2 separate regions of the Zea mays genome follow, and region 2 is linked to region 1. The links are chromatin contacts, called in public Hi-C maps. All regions are on one chromosome and are shown on one strand. Each heading gives the region's core, a stretch centred on a gene start, on an enhancer-like site or on the middle of the called end of the contact. The rest is flanking DNA. Distances are from core to core; before and after follow the strand shown.

Region 1 (5,712 bases), core at 2,263-4,762:
GGAATGGCGCGCGGGTCGCGGAATCGGATGTCTCCGGTGATGGCGTCGCCGTACTCCGGCGAACGCGCCGTTGCTCGGTTAGGACAGGGTCAGGTAGCCTCGGGCCGTCGATCTCCTGCGCAACGGCTGAGATTAGATAGTTCCCATCCATTTGCGCGAGTGTGCGGGTACCGTTGATCCGCGATCCCTCGGCTCATATTAGTTCTAGATTCATTAAACCGCGACCCTTGGATTCGGATCCGAGGGACTAGATCGGATACCGGTTCGATGTAATATGGATCTAATCTCCGCCCTTTAAACCTCATCGGACGGCCACGATCGGCCGATACCCCCTTCGTGGGTTTAATTTGCATTCGAACCCTTAGGTTTAAGCGAATTAGAACCCGCCGTCCATGCGGGTGTGGTTCTGAGTGTTGAGAACATTTGCGCAAGGGCCCCTATACTTTACAGAATTTGAGGCGCAGTCCATAGAGATAGAAAAATCAGAAAAATAAATTTAGAAAATGATTTTAATGTGAAAATAAATGCTAGAAACTTGTAAAATTAATAGTTAATTTATTTTAACTCCAAATTGAGTCATTCCAGTTGCAATAATTTTGTATTAATATTGTCTATCAACTAGTAATAGTGTTTAGCCATGAAACTTGAATTAAAATTGTTCATTTGGATTAATCTACTCTAAGCACTAAATAATTTTGGAAATTCATAACTTAATAACCGTAGCTCCGAATTTAGTGGTTCTTATTTCTACGATCTCGTAACATCACTTAGAATATTATTATGCAGTTTATTCTTATGTTTAGTGTAATGTTAATTTTGCCTATACATGTTTGTCTGTATTACTACGTTTAGCAGTGAGGACACATGTCTTCCGAAAAGCAAGTTGGTACCTGGAATCTCAAGTCCCAGGCAAGTTGTGCCCTTGATCACTTCTTTTTACCCAGCCATGTTCTGATTAATCATAATGATCTGCATAGGTTAATTTTGATGGGACCCAATAGGTTACCCTAGTTTGATTATCTTTATACCTTGTTACCATTGAACTTTTTGGGTAGTACTTGCTAGTGCTTTATGTGGTTTTGGGTATGAAGATACATTACTCATGATTATACTTTTGTTATCCGTTGTTATTTATCGTTCATGATAAGATCATTATGTTAATTGGAACATGGAGCGACCACCCGGGAAAACAGTGCTACCACAAGGGTTTAATGGGACGCCCTTGGCTGATTAATTAGGAAAGCTAGTGGAGGACTACCTTACCCGAAAGGGGCAAGGGCAGTAGGGGAGTGGTCAGTGTAGGGAGGCCCTCGGGAGGATTTTGCTGCGATGGCGGTCCTGCAAGGGATTCCTGCATTGGAGCTTCCTATAAACTGTAGCGGGTTTTCTGAAGCTAGTGGAACTTTGTAAAGGCCTCGTAGTGTTACCCTGCCTCGCCTCCTCGGTAGAGGTGTATGGGAAGTCGCGATCCCTTGGCAGATGGGTAACATGACTTGTGGGTAAAGATGTGCAACCTCTGCAGAGTGTAAAACTGGTATACTAGCCGTGCTCACGGTCATGAGCAGCTCGGACCCTCACATGATTAATTTATGGAACTTAAATTCAATTTGCCATATGCATTGCATCGCAGGTGATGTTGTTACTTCTGTTCTACTATTTAATTGGGTTGGTATTTACTTATACTTAGTAATTGCTAATAAAATTTTGACCAACTTTAAAAGCAATGCTCAGCTCTAACCATCCTCTTTGGTAAGCCTTACACTTCACGTGAGCTCTCACCTTTGGCGAGTTCATGCACATTATTCCCCACAACTTGTTGAGCGATGAACGTATGTGAGCTCACTCTTGCTGTCTCACACCCCCCCCACAGGTCAAGAACAGGTACCACAGGATGAGGCGCGTGGAGGATGCTGTGATGAGTTCGTGAGTGGTCTAGGCCGTCGTCTCCCAGTCAACTTTGGGTTGCTGGATCGTTTCCTCATATGATGTAATTATTTAATTATTTTTGTACAGAACTCCTGTTATATAGTAACGATGTGACATTCGATCCTGTGCCACTATGCATCATATGTGTGAGACTTGGTCCCAGCACACCTGGTGTTTAGGTTCGCGCCCGGGTTTTTGACCCCTAAAATCCGGGTGTGACAATGCACCCCCTCCCACCCGTGCCATCACGCACCCCACAACGCGCTCTCTCTCATTCTCTTTCTCTTGCTTTGTTCTCTACCGTTGATCCAGATAGAGGGGGCAAGGCGGCGAGGGGTGGGGGTTGCTCTCCATCGGAGATGCGTGAGGACGATAACACAACGAGCACCACCCCCTAGCGGGTGGGTGGGGAAGGGGGATGGGCAATGGCTCTCCATAGCCATGTGGAAGCTTATGTGATGGTGGTGTTGGTGCTGCATGGGAGTTCTACGGCCCAAGACAAGCTTGCGCTAGCTTTGCAACTGGGTCGGGAGTGGCGATGCCACGAGAGCTCTACGGCCCGCCCGCGACAACGGCACTTGGGTGACCAAGTGGGAACATACGAGCTAGGTGGCCTATTAGGCTACTTATGGTGCAACAGCTGGTACGACCCTGCCTACTGCGCTCTTCGATCGTTCGTCTTCAAACAGGATGGATAGTCAGAGGCTATAGATCTGCAGTAGAGCAGTCTAGCTTGATGTGAGAATAGGGACGGACGGGGAGGCGGTGGAGATGACGTCACCATTACGAAACGATCACGATCATGGTCGATAATCGAGAGGGTGAAGGAGATACGAACGCATGGGATGATGTGGGAGCGGGGCAGAAATGATGTTGAAATCTTCAACGCAAGAAAGTGTTTCTTCGATGTTGACTGTTGAGAATGGCGCGACGACGACGACACGACGAGCACCTCCAACAGAAGGAGGTGTGAGGGGCGCTGGCTCTCTGTATGAGGATGACCACAAGACAATCATTTTCTAGTGGACATCTTATTAGTATAATCAGACTTTTAGTTTATTATAGATGGCATGACAATGTCATAAAACCTTAAGCTATATTAGGCTAATCATAATGGAGGTTTCATGAGGTGTTTCATGTATTAATTAGTCTGCCACATCAGCTATTTTGATGACATGTCACATCATTTAAGAAGGAAGAGTTTCATGGAGTTTTGTGGGGATGAAACCATGTTAACTAGTTCCCAATGTCTTGGAAAACTGTGTGAAATCTTCACAGAGAGTGTTTTGTTTTATCTTCGTATAATTGAGTAAATTCTTTTAGTTATTTATATGCAGCATTTAAGAAGTACGTTGACATATGAAATAGTGAGATGAAATTCTACATTAAGAGAAGATGTTTCATTCATCTATAAAGCTGATGTGACATTTTTAGAAATAGGGACATGAAATCCTCACTGTGATTAGTCTTATTAGCTTGCTCGCGTTCTTAATTACTAGACCAACGCATTCTGCTATTTTGTAGCCATTGCTATCTCCAGTGTCACCACGCGTTCTTATTAATGCGAGCACGCAAAGCCAGCAACTGGACCGCGTCGGGCATCGGTTCCTGCTCTGTGCTATACTGCTATCCCCTCCCCCAAGCCGCCACCACCACCAGCAGCGGAACCCCCCGCCCTCGTTCCTCCCCCGCCGGCGAGAGATCGACGAGATGGTGCTGTCACACGGCGTCGGTGGCTCCGATGAGTCCGTCCACTCGACGTTCGCGTCCCGCTACGTCCGCACCTCCCTTCCTAGGCACGTCCTTCCTCCCTGCCTTCCCTCCGCGCTGTCTCGCTCGAGCCGAGAGCATTATTTACGCGCCGCGGTTTTCTTCGTTGGGCTACCCGCCGCTGACCGCCCGCCCGCAGGTACCGGATGCCGGAGCAGTCGATCCCCAAGGAGGCGGCGTACCAGATCATCAACGACGAGCTGATGCTGGACGGGAACCCGCGGCTGAACCTGGCGTCCTTCGTCACCACGTGGATGGAGCCCGAGTGCGACAAGCTCATCCAGGCCTCCGTCAACAAGAACTACGTCGACATGGACGAGTACCCCGTCACCACCGAGCTGCAGGTACGCTCGCTGCGCCGCTCCTGCTTGTTGCTCCGTCGATCGCTCATTGATCGAGCCGCAGATATGTATGGCTAGTTCCGGGTCATGATGATAGCGTGGTTCCTGTCCTCATCCCGAACGCGCAAACCAGATCCTTCCTTTCCCCACTTTCCCTTTTGCTCGCCCCCTCGTTTTTGATGGGTTCATTGCGGTTGAACAATAGTTAAACAGGGCTCCTGGTTTTTCATTGGCCCACTTGGCCTCTGATCTGGCCTTGGAGCTTGGATCTCTTATCTAAGTAGTTTATTTATATTATGGATGGCATGGCAACCTGGATCCAGAGAACCAGTAGGTACTGAAAAAACAATCCAAAATGATCGAGTATCCACTGCCCAGGCCACCCATCAAATGCTCGTTACTGCAATACTGCCTTCGTGCCTCTGCCTCCCAATGTGGCATGGGGCAATGGGCCAAGTTCTTCCTCCTTTTGCTTTTCAAGCCCCTTTTGAAATTTTCTGTCTCTACAATTTCTTATAGAAAAGTGAATCGATTTCTGTGATTTTTTTATAAAAAATTTCCGGTTACAGAAAGATAGTGACGGAGATACGAACCAAACAGTTCCCCTCCCCTGGCACAGCGACACCCTGGATGAGTGATGTGTGATGTGTGATGCGTCGGTGCTCTGCTACCTGCCTTTGAAGCTTCGCAAGAATCGCAACAGCAAGCGTAGCGGGGACAACAAGCCGGTCCCCGTGGTCCCGGGGAAGGGGAAGGGGAAGGGGAAGGGAACCTGCACAGTGGATTTTGACTATCTGTTTTTTATGAGAAGTTTCAAAAAAAAACCAGAAATGTTTGACATGTTCAAAGTACATAATAACAGACCTAATTAAGTGCACATTTCTCGCTTGTTTAATCGAATATTAAGAGCATCTCCAACAACGTGACCTATAAAAATGCCTTATAATTTAAAAATAAGTAAATTTTATAGAATTTAGGGCACCAACAAAACACCCTGCTCCAACAGTAAAGCCTCAAATCTAGATTATAGGGCAGCCCACTATGGTGTAATATATTTGAGGCACTTGAGAGGGTGCCCTATAATTTTTTAACAAAATTTGTTGAATTGAGGCACTGTTGGAGTGGTTTTTCTTGTGTAGAGCCCTATATTTCGATTTGAGGCATTAGTTTGAGGCATTGTTGGAGATGCTCTAAGAAGAAAAAAAATGACGCTGGTCAAAGTCTGAACGGTGAAACCCGTGCATACCTGTCCATTGTTGCCGACTGTGGCGTGGCGCGAGGTGGTGGTCGGAATCGGAAGCTGCTTGTTTTCTTCCGCGGTGGGGCGTCCAAGCCAATCGCTGCCTGCCTCCATGGTCCTGCACTTCTGCTGTCTTGGCTAGGGCTGGATATCGAGCCAGCTCGGCTCGGCTCGTTCGAGCTCGAGCTGGCTCGTTAAGCTAACGAGCTGGCTCGACTCGGCTCGTTAAGGTAGCGAGCCACAGAGTTAGCTCGGCTCGACTCGTTTACGAGCTCGAGCTGGCTCGTTTAGCTTGCGAGCCAGAGCAGAAAAAATAATATGTGTATAATAATCAATTTCTAGTTAATTTCAAACTAATTTAAAACAGAAAATAATAATTATACTCATAGTTTCACAGACCATATCAATATAACACCAAATTAACACAACTCATCA
Region 2 (5,712 bases), core at 1,138-3,637, 160 kb after region 1:
CAGGCATTCAGCTCAGCTGCACTGCACCCCCGAAACGATCTTGTGGCGCATGTAACCTGCAACGGAAGCAGGCAACAGGCAGAAGCTCCCGGGAAGGAAACGAGAGCAATATTGAAATAAATTAACTTCTGACGGTATGCGCTCGCCGGTCACCAGAATGTCTCCTCTATATATAGTTGGCATGGCCCCATCAGATGATTTTTTTTTAAAAAAAAAGTGATGTATGGTTAGGTTCTCTACCGTATCTATGGAGAAGCGGACAGGAACCAAATCGTCACCACACTACTACAATTTGGCCATCTCAAAGTGCAGAGAGATGCAGCTAGCCATCAACAAGCTAGCTAGCACTAGATCTTGTTTCATTCTCTAACGATTTTTTTCAGGGAAAAAATATATATGAAAAGGTTCTCTATATGGTTTGGTTAGTTAGTACTTCCTAGGGTCTTAATTACAAGTTTACAAGGACACACGCACGGATATCAAAATTTAAACTTTGTATTTTTTTTATCAATAGTTTTTTCTAATAATTTTAAACTATACATTATAGTATAAACGACTCGGTATGGTTAGATTCTTAATCGAATTAGTATAAGTTTACAATGAGTAATCATAAAATAAGTACATGGCCATAATATCAATATCCAAGTGTAGCTTGGGTACACAGTACCAAATTTATTTGCCTTCCAAACTAGCTCGGAGGAAGTACTGCACGGAAACATGTTTGTAGTTTTCCACCAATAATAGCATTATTGTTGTCAGTTCTAAATGTATCACATGGTACTTGCTGCCCTTTGCATTAACCTGTTTGTACATTAATTGTTCAAGCTGCCGTTTCATAATTGTACAGATCTCTGCATGCTTCATATAAAACCACAAAAGTCTTAGCCTATTATTAATACAGAGGAACACTATCCACAAATTAATCTACAGATCCGCTTGCATCTCTAGTTACGGTACAAGCAACCCGAGGGTCGGGTGTATAGTTTGAGCCCAGTTGTTGACTGTAGAGCAGGCCAATATTAGAGAAGCGTGTAGATTGGGCGCGCGCGGGTAGGTCTGAGGCGCCCAACAGCACTAGAAAACCCACAACGACTAGCTAGTTGGATGATGATCTGATTACTACGGCTACATGCAGAATCTTGTCCCTTTTATCTTCTTTTTTTAAAATATGTTATGTACTTATATAATTAAGGTTACATTGATACGGATGTATATATTATGCTGGAGTAGTAGTCGAACAAATTAAGAGAAACAATACCAAGTTCACCATGCATTCTACAGAGATTACAGATGACTTATTTTAACATAACATTGTTGATTGTTAACGCAGAATATATTTTAAGGGGATGTTATGTTACTATAATTAGGTGCCCAGCACACACTATAAGATCGGGGAGGCCGGGAGAGTGATGGGTTGGTTTCAAGTAGACGTTGTAGGTTTGAAACATCAGAGGGATGTTGAGACCTGAGCAACAGAATTCCCCCCACCAATAAGCAACCCTGCTGCCCCCCCCCCCCCCCCCCCACCCCAACGCATCTCTTTCATTCCCGTTTCTCCTCCTCCCAAAACTCCCCATGACATTAATTAGGTGCGCCACCAGGTGAAGGATTCATCAGCACTACACAAGGATAATCAAGCAGGCTTATGATCGGGAAAACAACAAGTGATCTCTCTGAAAGGTACGTACATGCTAATATTCCTCATTAACAATGAGGTACAAATACTAAATGGTGGTCTATGTCTATCAAAAGAAACCACCTTGTTAATTAGACCATTATTTTTTTTGAATAAACATCGATCTTATTATTACAGACACGCATACACTTACACCTATATACACCATGTATGTATATGTAAATATGTTTACGTAGGGAACTAACGGTACTGTCATATAGGGAAGAAATAAATTTACTGCAGTGCCGATTTATATTCTAAAGGGCCGAGAAATGAACCAGAAACTTTACTAGTATATATGAAATAAGAAATTGCCTCGACATAGCAGTTGCATATACTTGCATGCATGCATGTATATGAAAATATATTCAAATATTTCTTTTATAGCTCTCCACCAGTGATAATAATAATAATAATAATAATAATAATAATAATAATAATAATAATAATAATAATAATAAAACCATTTCCCTTGGAACTAATAATGCCGTCATGTGTGTTGCTGCTTAGCACTACAGCACATGCAGATTATGCTTCGCTGGCGGGGCCCTGCATATGTGGTCTCCCTCTAGTTATGTGTGTTGTTTGTTGAACGAGTGTAACCGGCGAGGTAGTTAGTCGATCTTGTGGACCTATAGCATGTAACTGACGTTTTCTATTCGATCCCTTCTTAACGCACAAAACCACCCGTTAATTAGCCCACACGTAGCATCAAACGAACTCTGGTGTAACCATCTCCTAACTCGCTACCTTCTCACTCACTAACGATCAACCACGCAACGAGAGCACTTTCCCTTCTTCCCTTCTCCTTATATACCCCCGGCCCTTATCCCTCTCCTGTGCTGGCCTCTGACCTCTCTCTACATCCTTTTGTTTGTTGCCCTCCTCCCCATATCATCCTCCCTTGTTCGTCATCGTCTCTCCCTCAGCTCCCTCCAGCCGCCGATTAATCGATCGATCACCTATTCACCTAGCTAGCCGGCCAGTTGCTGGTTCTCTTCTTCGCATGCTGCCGATTAATTTATTCCACGCTCGATTGCGGTGGCGGCTTTAGTTAATAGTTATAGGGAGCTTCAAGATAGCAAGCAAGAAACGGTGCAGGATTATTGGAGGAATAGAGCTTCAATTCAGATAGCAGCTGCAGGCTGCTGTTGATTCGGCGATCGGTCGATCGAGGATGTGCACGAGGGGCCACTGGAGGCCGTCGGAGGACGAGAAGCTGAAAGAGCTCGTTGCGCTGTACGGGCCGCACAACTGGAACGCCATCGCCGAGAAGCTTCAAGGGAGATCAGGTACGGGTGCTGTGTGCTGATGCTACTATGTCTGTATGATTATCAAAACTAAAAATCGTATATTATTAAGCATGTATATACATGTCTGAGTTTTTTTTTCGGGTTGGATTTGGTGAGCTATATATATCCACCAAGAGCTAATTTCCTTCCTTCTCGTTGATCCACCAATATTGCTCGCGTTGGGGTTTGACTTTGCAATTGGGGCATGCATGCATATGGGTTTAGTTAGTTAAAGGAAGTTTAGATCTGTTAGGGTGTCATATCAGAGAGAGGTGCCATTTTTTAGCTCCACTATATACTCTCGCCTTGATGTGCATGTCATATCCGTGTCACTTGTAGAGCAATTTTGTCTAGAAATATACCCTCTCTATCTACCGAGTTCAGCTTTTCTTGCTTTCTAATTTACCTGAGTACGTGGCCGTGTTCCTTCTCGCACGAGCTACTGGCCATGGAGTAGCTAAGCTAGCTAGCTTGCGCATGCACGCCCCAAGAGAGAACAGCTAGCTAGCTAGCGTGATTGAGGAGCTGTATAATAACCTAATTAAAATGAAAAATTGAATCTTTTCAGGGAAAAGCTGCAGGCTGCGGTGGTTCAACCAGCTGGACCCGAGGATCAACCGGAGCCCCTTCTCGGAGGAGGAGGAGGAGCTGCTCCTCGCCTCCCACCGCGTCCACGGCAACCGCTGGGCCGTCATCGCCAGGCTGTTCCCGGGGCGCACCGACAACGCCGTCAAGAACCACTGGCATGTGATCATGGCGCGGCGGTGCAGGGAGCGGATGCGGCTGTCGAACAGGCGTGCCGGCGGCGCTGCTGCTGCTGGTGCTGGTGCCGTCGTCGTCGCCACCGGTGCTGCTGCCGAAGATGGCAGTAACCCTAGGAGCGCCAATAAGAAGCCGAGGCCTGACGCGAGCGGCATGGCCTCCTTGCTAGACAAGTACCGAAGAGAATTTTCCGCCGTCCCGTTTGCCATTAACCATGATAGCAATCAGCAGCAGGGCTATTGTTCAAATACTAACGAAGGTGAATACTGCTACTACTACGTACTGCATGTATGCTAGCTACTACCATATATACAAGACACATTTTTCATCAACTTTACTAATTACATGCCATTTCGAATCTGATCTGCAGACGCAAACAAATCAGTCGAATTCTACGATTTCCTCCAAGTGAACGCGAACTCGAGCGACACCAAGTGTGGTTCGAGCATTGAGGAGCAAGAGGCGGAGAGCCGGGATGACGATCAAGCCGAAGGGCAGGTGCAGTTCATAGATTTCCTGGAGGTTGGGGCTTCCCATCGCCGCCGGTGATTTTTATCTATATATTTAACTAGGGATGCATCCAAAGCAGGTTGTAATGCTTTGTGAAAGAGGCAGGCATGCTGCAAATAGCAATCGTCGTCTAACACCAAACGTACTTGTAGAGGAAGCAAAATGCACCGTGCATATGACATATTGTAATTTATTGTTGTATACATATATCTGTCCATATATATCCACCGTTGGGGGGACATGTGCAAAATTATTCTGAGATGTATAAACGAGGAATTTATTATTATCTCATCCATATTTGTAGGTTATATATATATATATATATATATATATATAATGTTTGATTCCCCCCTGTCCGTTTTTAATATTACAACTGATCAGAGCACACCTACCGTCTGAATTTATGCATGATTTATATCACGAGAGATATTACCATCGAAATACTTTATTAATGCAGCGCCTGATAATTCGTTATATACGTGTGATATTGAACTATATATATTAGCCCTTTAGCTAGAGGTAGCTTTACCGTCAATAAATCACTGTGTACTCTCGCTTTGTCTAGGATGACTTCCAGCTCTATGATGGCATGTTTGATTGAACAAAAAAACATTTGGAAAAAAAGGAGATAAATTGAGATCCAGTAGGTAATTGATATTTGTCGACTTTCTCGGTGACGAAACTTCATCCATTCACGTTTCTGTCGTCGAATCGCTTTAGTGACATTATCCTAGCAAAGACGGTGTGACGGTGAAGACTCCTGTCGCTACTATGTGCTAGACATGACACTTAACAAACCTGAAAGTACTTTTACAAATGCTCATGTACTGTGTGTGCAAAGCTGAATAAGTCGTTATGAGCGGACGGTCGATATGTCTCAGGCATGTGTGTTTATGACTTGATGATGTTTTAACTAGGTACTGCAGGTTGTTCATGATGTGAATGCATGGATAATAAGTTAGTCTAGTACTCGGTCGTCAGCGTGGATTTTTAGTCAAAACAAATAAAGCGCATGCATTTCTCTACATATTAATTATTAGTGTGTTGTCCTTGGCGAAATTGGTTGAGAGGAAATTAGTTGTCTTTTTATAATAAATTATTACAGTGTCAATATGTTTCTTTTTAAAAAAAAAACACATACACTCGTCTCTAGACTCTCTACAAATGCAGACCTATATACATAATCGCAATCCACCTCTGCATGCGCACCTCTAGCTAGTCTGGCATATTATCTAATTAGCTAGATATGATGGATATGCAGGTCGTCCCATCACAAGCAACTTAACCAAAAGCTACACTTGTGTCACTGTTACACATAACGTTTTAGTCATATATATAACACGTGCTGACTAAGTTTCAGTTCGCACACCAAACAATGCAACTACCAGACAACTCTTCTACTACGAGATTATTATCGTTTCTGTTTCCCAAAGAAACGAATCTAAAACTAAATCTCACTATGTGCCAGTATAG

What was found. Hi-C and Micro-C count contacts between places; a contact is called where the count stands out from the background.
Region 2: a Hi-C map of leaf shows a contact between it and region 1, with 6 times the contacts expected there. The contact joins the promoter of LOC103643927 here to the promoter of LOC100191549 in region 1. A contact is called at or near these places in 5 of 25 Hi-C or Micro-C datasets (ear, endosperm, leaf and 1 more).

What each region holds. Positions count from the first base shown.
Region 1 is chr1:276,003,116-276,008,827 of Zm-B73-REFERENCE-NAM-5.0, forward strand. LOC100191549 reads left to right here and starts at 3,513. Exons shown (of 7, transcript NM_001136979.3): 1 at 3,513-3,722; 2 at 3,836-4,040. The coding sequence starts at 3,637.
Region 2 is chr1:276,167,155-276,172,866 of Zm-B73-REFERENCE-NAM-5.0, forward strand. It overlaps LOC103643927 (transcription factor MYB54), which reads left to right and starts at 2,388. Exons shown (of 3, transcript XM_008667097.4): 1 at 2,388-2,967; 2 at 3,536-3,988; 3 at 4,100-4,530. The coding sequence starts at 2,853. The coding sequence ends at 4,278.